Linked DNA regions of Sus scrofa: region 2 is linked to region 1. Evidence: chromatin contacts called from public Hi-C data. All regions are on one chromosome and are shown on one strand. The core of a region is the stretch at or near the end of the contact, and the rest is flanking DNA. Distances in the headings are between cores, read along the strand shown.

Region 1 (5,076 bases), core at 142-2,641:
GTCAGGCTTTGCTTGGACTGTGGAAACGATGCAGCGTGACTCTCTGACTGATATCCTCTTAAGATCACACACAAAACCTCCCACTGTTATTATTAGTTTTTAAAAAAGGTTGAACAGTGTCTGCATCTTGTACATCCTTTTTCTGGCATGTGCTTTGCTTTTTTTTTTTTTTTCAAATACATACGGCATCATGTTCTAGATTTTATTTTGGTTCCTAAATAGTTTTCTGCTCAACATTGTGGTTTTAGACTCGAGCCATGTTCCCATATATAAATTTAGTTCATTAACTCTGCCTGCTGAATTGTATTCCAGATGCCCATACACACATAGGAATGGGCACCCGGTTTGCCCTACCTCTCTAATTGCACAAATGATTCTGCAGTGAACATCCTTGCCTGAGTCCTTTTATAGACCTGTGTGAGAGTTTTCTGGGAATTATGCCCAGGAGTGAAATTGCTGGATTGTGGGAGACACATATCCTTAGTTTCACTAACTACTGTCCCTGTTTTAATTAATTCATCTCAAGCTTATTAAATGCCAGGCATTGTTCTAGATGCTTAGGGACACAGGAGTAGGTGATAGACAAAAGCCCCGTTCTCATGCTTACATAATGCTTCAGAGAGATGACAAATCAAAAATAAATGGCGTGTCATGGTGCTGAGTGCTGTGGCGGAGAAGAAAGCTGAGAAGGGTTAGGGAGAGCATAGGCACGGCCGCAGCCAGCTGGGGCCAGGCTGCAATTCAATGCAGAATGCTCAGGGAAGGCCTCACCCCAGATGACGTTTGAGTAAATACCTGACTGAGACATCTGGATATTTGCGGAAAGGGCATTCCACCTGGGAGATTAGCAAGTGCAAAGGCTTCGTCGTTTTAAAACTTTGGAATTTAATCATGAGAAAATAAATTGACCTGCAGTCAATTTCTCAAAATACATTTGACCTTTCCAGTTAGACATTTACACTCTTTACTTCTAACTGACTACTGTGCATACACAGCCTTGGTGTCTTCAGAGATTTTAACTCATCTTCGTTCTTTCACAACATCTAATTGGGAGAATGAGTACTGGGTAACACCTGACTTCTCAACTAAACTGAACTCATTTTAACCCTCCAGTAGTCAGATTATTTTAATGGTAGCCATCCTCGATGAAAAGGAATCATATGACAAAGAGGCAAACTCGTATTAGGCTTATGGTTAAAAATCAAACTTCCAAAGATATGCTGAGATTGTAAAAATTCAGTCTGTGCTCCATTTGAGCCATTTACTCTCTCTCTTGGGCTTCTGCAGTGGATCTGTGAGCCCTGCCAAGATCCTGAGGGGTTCAGTTAGAGTCAGAATGCGCTAGGGCTGCAAAGGTTAAGGGCACATCTTCGAAATACAAAGGGCCCTTGTTATTCTTGAGGGCTGTCTCCTGGGGCCTTCTGAAATTTCCTCATTCCCTTTGCTGAATGTTTGTCTGGGCTCCTGGCTTATGCCCGAATCATGTGTTTTGTGGAGAGTCATATGTTTCCTATGCATATCCTTACTTGGTGATTTTTTTTTTTTTCTCTTCTGAGAAACAAACAGTTGGGTCAACAAAACCAAGCTGTGATAAGAATGCTGAGTGTGAGCTCTTACTAGTGGAGTGGTTTTTTTATCCCTGTGGATCTTACATGAGATAAATAACTATGTCACGGGAGCAGGCACACTGAGAATGCTGTTTCGGAATGCTAAGAACTTGTTGCATTCTCTGTGAAGTTTATGGTACTAGAAGTGTTTAAGATTTTGTCCAATATATCTTTGTGTCACTTTTTTGTGTAATGTTTACTGTGCTTACAGGTGTTTTTTTTTTTGTTTGTTTGTTTTGTCTTTTTTAGGGCTGCACCTGTGGCATATGGAAGGTCCCAGGCTAGGGGTCCAATGTGAGCTACAGCTGCCAGCCTGCACCACAGCCACAACAACATGGGATCTGAGCCACGTCTGCGACCTACACCACAGCACACGGCAACACCGGATCCTTCACCCACTGAGCGAGGCTGGGGATTGAAGCCACATTCTCGTGGTTACTAGTCAGATTCATTTCCACAGTGCCACAGTGGGAACTCCTGCAGGTGTATTTTAATCAAGGGGTGTGTGTTTTAGAGCAGATACTGTTTTCTTAGAAGCTTTTAAAGTTTTAACATGGACGTAGGATTTCAAATTGTTGGATTTTGGTGGTTATGAATTTTAGATCAGCTATTTCATAGAAAACATTTAGATTGCTTTCATTTTAGTTACATGCCTTTTTGAAGCATGGAATACTGTCTTTTAGGTTATTTTGTAATGTCCTTTGTATATGGAGAAATGAATGGTACTGTCATTCCCCACTCATCCTCCAAATGCTGCCATGAAATGAGTCTTCTATCTTCATTTAATTAGCAGTTTTATTAAAAAAAATCGCACTTGAATGATCTTAAATAGGAGTTGAAAATGGCATTTTCATTAGAGTACTTAAAGGACATACCTTAATGATGGGATAAATATTATATGACACAGTGAATGAATACAATGCAACCTATTATGCATTATGATTTTTAAATTATGAGTTTCCTTGTGCCATCTGATTAAATATGTATTCTAATCTTATTGGGAGATAAATCTTCAGTTTTTCAGCTGTGAGGGAACCAATATCATTTTATGTGAATTAATAAAACCATAAGGTACATAAATTATGTGACTGAAATATTCTTTTGTTTAGCATATTTCAAAACTTAAACTGCCAGTGATTTGGCTACAAGTTACAAAAAATTTGTAATGATTAAACGTCTCCAGCCACTATCATGTATTTTCAGGTGATCACTTGTTTTGGGAAACACCAGCTTAAACTATAGAAATTGAAAGGTAAAATTCCACCATCTGACTGCAAAACATGTGAATGTTTTTCTCCATCCAGGTACCATTTACATTTACACCATTTGCAGAAAGCTGATGATCATAGGTCACTCTTCCAAGGTATGAAATTTACTGACAAAATATCTTCTTATGTAATTCCTCTTTTTTTAAGACTTGTTAGAATTGAATGCTAAGTAAAGAAAATTTAGTGAATTATGTAAAAAAAAATTAGGGAATAAATAGATATATATATTACATAGGTTTACTGTTCTTAGTTTTACTTTAACATGACCATACGTAAAAATGCAGACCATAAAGTATTAATGAAAAGAAAGACTTTCTAAAATTGATAGGTATTTCTCCCTTGTCCCTTGGTCTCCCACAGGGACATTGTCATAACTTGTCAATATGATACTGACCCCTCATCTGGCAGCTATACCTCTAGGTAGGGTGTCCATCCATTCTGGCTTGCCCAGGACAGTCCTTGTTTATGCCTTTTGTCCTGGCATGATTATTGGTGCCCACTTTCACCCTTCAGTGTGTCCTGGCTTGGATGATCACCAGTGGTTAGCCTCTCTATGTCATGCTCTGGAGCTTGGACTGCATTTTGTTGGAAGAGCTTGGACTATGCTTATGGCTCAGATACTAATTGGATAAATAAACACCTAAACTATGTCCCAGTCATGAGCCGACTTTATTTGCTAGTAAGATGCTCACTGCTCCGTTTTAGCTCGGGGAAGTGGCTGACACTTAAGATGACTTCCTTACCACATTGGTAGCACCTCTGTCTTCAGGAGAAATGGGTTTTTCCTCTGTGTTCATTGTCTAGTCATTGGAATGTAGGCAAAAATAAGGGGAAATACACTCCCCTTGAGACCACGCTTGAGTCGTTGCTGGTATCTGCAATATTACTACCTTAGTTTTCTGTATTGCATGCAAAACCTTACTCCGAGTATTCTAACACTTGGGACAGATTTTTTCTCCTTATTTCCTCAAAACATAGCCCAGTGTCTTAAAAATGACAACACCTAAAAAATATAGAGGCAAATGTACTTGCAGGCTTAATGGCTGACATTGTGTGTTCTCTCTCTGTTTTGTTCCTCGCATTTAAAAGCTCTGACAGTGACTTGAACCATCTCTGTGCCAGATTTTTGAGTGTGAATTAAAGCAAGGGGAGGCTGTCCCGTGTATAACGTAAAATTGGCGTACAGACTATTCCAGTGATTCTACATTCAGTTCCAGATGATTTCCTAAAAAGAATGTGCAATCTTCGCTTGCACTTGCTGTAGCGACGAATACTGCTCCACAGAGCCAGCATGGTTTGGTCTGCTTATAACGTTTGTCTGCCAAAAATTTGAAAGGCTGAGATATCTGTGCCAACACTTAACTGTTAGTGTTTGTGTTTTTAATGCTGAGAGGATTTTAACGTGATAGTCATCTTAAAATAATTTCTTATTTATACCCTGGGTAAGACATCTATTCTCCCCCTCATGCCACTTGAGTTTCTTTTGGACAAAATGAGGGAGTCCTGAAGCAGGATGGTTCTGGAGTCCCAGTCTTGTGGGATGGGAGTGGGGGGGAGTGAGGAATGCAAGAATTTTGCAATGGTGGGTGGCTGTACAGTTGGCACTTGAAGATGGGGGTGAAATTCTTTTGGTTTGTTCAGTGTAAGTGTCAAGGAAATTAATTTTCAGCCAGAAATTCCCAAATCCTCAGCTTATAAGTTGATTCCCTGAGCTGAGACTCTACATGGACTCAGTGGGTCCATTGGCTTTTTTTTTTTTTTTTTTTTTTTTCCTTTTGGGACCACACCTGTGGCATATGGAAGTTCCCAGTCTAGTGGTCAAACCCAAGCTGCAGCTGAGGCCTACACCATAGCTACAGCAGTGCCGGATCTGAGCCGCATTTGTGACCTAGGCCACAGCTTGCAGCAGTGCCGGATCCTTAACCCATTGATCAAGGCCAGGGATTGAACCCCCATCCTCATGGAGACTGTGTTGGGTTCTTAACTGGCTGAGCCACAGCAGAAACTCCTCAGTGGGTCCATTTAATAGGGACAAGCCCTTGGCCAAGTCCAGCCACATCTGAGTGGTCCTGATTCTGTAGCTACTTCAGAGTTGAAGTCTGTTATAGCAAATGACAGAAGGAGAAACAGATGTGGGATCCTCAGGCTTTTCTCGGTGTCACACCAGGGCAATATAAACTCATATGCTGTGTTAGGTACTG
Region 2 (5,130 bases), core at 831-3,330, 380 kb before region 1:
TAAAGGAATACTAACCAGCAAATACATTCCTCTACATGTCTCTATGTCTATATCTATTTCGTTACATTGCTGTGTCTCCCTACTTGACCCCAGTAGTTCAAGGGCAGTAGATGCTCAGTAGGTATTTGTTGAATGCACATGTTTTGGAGGAGACTGAGCCTAGAGCAGGCACGTCTTTAGGGAGACTAATGGACCTGATGCAAGGTGTGACCCAGGGACTCAGACTGGGGTGGATTGAAAGGGAAAAAACAGATACCAGACACGGAACTAGTGAGGCGGTGACACAGGGTGGGATAGGACAGTAGTTAGCTCAGGTGCTACCCCACTCGGTGTGTTTATATCTGCGCTGTTTTAGTAAACTTCTTTCTGGCCTAAATTAAAATTTAATTTTACCAGCCTGTCTAAATCACCTATCGCTGCCAGTTTATTGTAAGTGGGGAAATTAAGGAGAATCAGAGGCTCAAGTGTAAGAAAATAAACATTTCACACACACACACACACACACAAAAAGGAACTCTTACTCAGCAGACACATAAGGGCAGGTCCAGGAGCTCAGAAGCATAGACACTGGGCAGCTCCCAAACAGTTTGAATGGAGCAGCACCTATGAGCAAAGGCCCCGAGCGAAATGCAGACTGGGAGGTGCGGTTGCTCTTGCTTCTCTGCCCACCAGCCAAGCAGGCAGACACCCCGAAGGAGCCCCGATAGGCAGCTCCAGGCCCCCGTGGAAGGGGGTGGGGGCGAGACCCCTCGTGCTCCCATCCCAGCACCTGGAAAAGAACCTCTTCTCTTTCAGCCCAACCCTGGGACAGGTGACAGGTGACAGAAGGAGAGGCGCTGTCTGTTTTTCTTTGGGATTACTGCCCTTCTGCTCACCAGCTTTGTCACTGGTGTGCAGAGTCCCCGCTGTAAGAAGGTCTCTTGTGACCCACGCCCAGATCAGCCATGGGGAGGACTCGACTCTTCAGCATGAGGGGTCTCCCGCAGAACGGCCCCATGGAACTTTCTGCGGTGGGGGAAATGTCCTATATTTATGTAGTCTGTTATGGCAGCGTCAGCGACATGTGGGGATGGAGCCATTGAGACGGGACGAGTGCAACTGAGGAACTGAATTTGTGATTCAATCTAATATAATTCGTTACAATTAAATTTTAAGCAGTGACTGGTGTCTGCCCTCTCGCTTCTCTCTCTCTCCCTTCTCCTGCTCTGCCTTCTGCTTATCTCCCGTCTATCCCTCTCCCTTTTGCTAAGATAGCTCCTATGGAATGTGGACTTTCTATGTGTTAAAACCCTTCTAGTCTGGGCCAGTGTCCTAAGCCAGTGAGTCAGTTGAATGTGGCTTCTTTTAGTGAAGAGGAAGATCCTTGATGGTGAATCAAAAATAGAATCGGGAGTTCCCCTCTGGTGCAGCAGAAATGAATCCGACTAGGAACCATGAGGTTGTGGGTTCGATCCCTGGCCTCGCTCAGTGGGTTAAGGATCCCGTGTTGCCGTGAGCTGTGGTGTAGGTTGCAGATGCGCTCAGATGTCCCATTGCTGAGGCTCTGGTGGACGCTGGCAGCTACAGCTCCAGTTAGACCCCTAGCCTGGCAATATGCCACAGGTGCGGCCCTAAAAAGACAAAAGACCAAAAAAAAAAAAAAAAAAAAAAGAATCGATAAAGAATAAAACAATATGCCCACATTTTAAATATTAGTATTTTACACAATTCCTTCAAACTGGTTATCTCTTATTAATAAGAAACTGTAAGGGCAGAGAACATGTCTATAAAGAGTTCTGGAGCCAGAGTGCCCGGTTCAAGGATGCCCGTCTCTCACTTATTAGCTGTGGGCTCTTGGGCACGTTATTGAATTTCTCAGTATTTCAGTTTTCTCCTCTTTAATACAGAGATAATAATACCCAGAGGGTTGTGGCGTAAAGCATAACTCACTGTTTTATGTAAAGCAGTGAGACAGAGCTTGGCACATAGTAGGTATTAATCAGGGTTTGATAATATTCCCTTTGCTGGTCACCCTTCCCTGCACAGGGCAGCCGCTCAAGAGATGTTTGCTGAATGCATGCGCGGCTGCATTAAGTGTGTTGCCACCAGGTGGCGGTAGCGCCTCACTTATAAGGCCTGAACCACCCCCACCCCCCCCCCCAGGGACTGTGCTTTCTTTGAAACGCCCTCCCGAGGTCTCAGGTGCACAGCGTGGAGAAAAGAACTGAACTTCTTCTGCCTCCAGGCCCGCCTTTTTCTCTCATCTCTGCTTTCTTTCTACTGTGATGAACCTTTTCGCTTTTCCCCACTGGATTCCTCTGCTCAGGCTGTCATAACAAAAGACTGGGTGGCTGAAGTGACAGACATCTATTTTCTCACAGCTCTAGAGGCTGGAAGTTCAAGATCAAGGTGTCTCCAGGGCGGGTTTCTGGTGGGGCCTCTCTTGGCTTATGCCCAGCCGCCTTCTCACTGCATCGGCCCCTTCTCTGTGCCTGCGTGGGAAGAGAGACTTTGGTGTCACTTCCTCTTCTTATAAAGTCACCAGTCATGTTAGATTTGGGCCCCACTCTTATAACCCGATTTAACCTGAATTACCTCCCTAAGGGCCCTAAGCTCCATCTACAGTCACACTGGGGTTAGGCCATCAACATATGAATTTGGGGGGGAACACAATTTAGTTGATGATATCACATTTATTTCTAATCTCTATTCTCATACTTCTTATCAGTGTGGCTTTTCTTTCTTATTTCCTGCCATCCCCTCCACCCCACACTCCCCCACCTCTGGCCCCCAACCAGTCCCTCAACCTTTATATGGCTTTTCTAGGGCAGGTTGTAAGCTGAACAACTCTAGAGGGTACCATTCACATCATACTCAGCCTACGTTCATATGGTCCCGCCACGTTGAGACAGGAGGCGGTAGCGTGTCTTGAGGAAGGGGAGTCTTTTTCTAATTCACACCAAGTGCTGGCCCCTCTCATTTCCCTCCATTGTCCTCCTTTCCTCCTCCCATCATTTTCTGCCTTTGGCGTCTCTCCTTCCTTTCTCTCCTCTCCAGGCTGAACCTGCTCCGTGTTCATAAGGAGATGATGCAATTCATTATGCCACGCCTTTGTCCAGAGCCTCAGGGGAGCCAGGCTCGGTGTGAGGGCCAGGCAGTGTGCCCTATCCCTGTATCGTTAGCCCAGCCAGTCCTTCCTCATCCAGGAGGCCAGCACCCAGTGGAGTGAGCCTCCAATGTCCCCGGATCATTCGTGGTCACACTTCCCTTGGCACCTACTTTATGACCCAGCATGGAGCGGAAGCTGGGAGGCACACAGTGTCATGATATAAACTCACATTTACTGGACACCTGCTCTGCACTAACACAGTGCTACTCGCTCTCTGGGGTTACATTTAATCATCAAAACCACGCTCTCCTTTTGTAGAAGCGAGAACTAAACTGCAGAGAAGGTGGCAGAGACTCCTCAGGGTTCCTCATTGACAGGTCTCTTCCTGTCTTTAAATAACAGCCTATGAATTTGGGCTGGATCCAGAGCTGCCCGAGCCTCCCCGGCCGTTTGATGTGGCCGTGTGACTGAATCCTGGTCTGGTGGATATGAGCAGAAATGACATTTGCAAGTTCAGGGTTCCACTCTTTTTTTACTATTTAATTTTTATTGTATATTGGAGTAGGGCAATTTTACAGCAGTCTTAGTTTCAGGTGTATAGCAAGGTGAATCGGATATGCATGTATATATCTTCTATCTTTTCAGCTTCTTTTCCAACATAGGTTCCCTATATAGAGTTGAGTTCCCTGTGCTATCTAGTAGATCCTTGTTGGTTATCTATTTTATATGCGGTCGTATGTATATATGAATCCCAAATATCTAATTTATCTCTCCTCTCAATTTTCCCCTTTGGTAACTATAGTTTGATTTATTTTGTGAGGTTTTTTTTTCTGTTTTGTAAATAAGTTCATTTGTTTCATTTTAAAAATAGATTTCATATGAAAGCGATATCACAAAAAATAGCATATGATATTCGTCTTTGTCTGACTGACTTCACTTAGTATGATTATTTATAGGTCCATCCCTGTTCCTGCAAATGGCATTGTTTTGTTCTTTTTAATGGCTGAGTAATATTCCATGGTGTACCAGCACCACATCTTCTTGATCCACTCCTCTGTGGATGGACATTGAGTTTGCTTCCATGTCTTGGCTATTGTAATGAGTGCTGTTATGAACACTGGAGTGCATGTATCTTTTCAATTATGGTTTTCTCCAGATAGATGCCCAGGAGTGGGATTGCTGAATCATCCCACTGGTAGTTCTGTTTTTAGTGTTTTTTGTTTTTGTTTTTTGTCTTTTTAGGGTCACACCCATGGCATTTGGAAGTTCCCAGGCTAAGGGTCTAATCAGAGCTACAGCTGTCAACCTATGCCACAGCCATGCAGGATCTGAGCCACATCTATGACCTACACTGTAGCTCATGGCAATGCCAGATCCTTAACCCACTGAGCAGAACCAGGGATTGAACCTGCATCTTCATGGATACTGGTTGGGTTCGTTTCCACTAAGCCAGGAGGGAAACTCCTGTTTGTAGATTCTTCGATGGTGGCCATTCTGACTTGGGTGAGGTGGTACTTCATTGTAGTTTTGATTTGCATTTCTCTAATAATTAGTGATGTTGAACATCTTTTCATGTGCTTTTTGGCCAGCTGTTAATCTTCCTGGAGAAATGTCTATTCAGATATTCTGCCCATTTTTGATTTTTTTTTTAAATGTAGAGCTGCATGAGTTGTTTGTATATTTTGGAGATGAATCCCTTGTTGCTCACTGTGCCAATATTTTCTCCCATTTTGTGGGTTGTCTTTTGGTTTTGTTTATAGTTTCAGGGTTCCATTCTTTAAAGGAAGCTGCTTCCTCTCTGAGCCCTCTAGTCCTTGTCCCCAGGCTTGGACAAGGATAAGGCAGTAGTGAGCCACCTCTGCTCATGAGAGCAAGGTCATAAAGCTGGGAGGAACTTAAATAACTGTAAAAACCTGGTCCTTACATGAGCTTATGGGACAAAGCCACATACATACCCTAAATCTACCTGTAGACTATTATGTGAATAAGAAATAAACTATGTTGCTTGAACCAGTATATCTTGGGGTTTCTTTGGTGGAGCA

Evidence for each region. Hi-C and Micro-C count contacts between places; a contact is called where the count stands out from the background.
Region 2: a Hi-C map of alveolar macrophages shows a contact between it and region 1, with 5 times the contacts expected there. A contact is called at or near these places in 19 of 47 Hi-C or Micro-C datasets (alveolar macrophages, brain, embryonic fibroblasts and 13 more) and 2 of 2 datasets of targeted methods (alveolar macrophages and skeletal muscle).

The regions. Positions count from the first base shown.
Region 1 is chr5:87,078,621-87,083,696 of Sscrofa11.1, reverse strand. CFAP54 (cilia- and flagella-associated protein 54) reads left to right here. Exons shown (of 68, transcript XM_021092730.1): 5 at 2,912-2,970. Among named protein-coding and RNA genes, the nearest start is that of CFAP54, 21 kb to the left of the region's middle.
Region 2 is chr5:87,463,406-87,468,535 of Sscrofa11.1, reverse strand. The region is part of intron 2 of LOC110260790 (a long non-coding RNA gene); the gene reads left to right. Among named protein-coding and RNA genes, the nearest start is that of TRNAD-GUC, 20 kb to the left of the region's middle.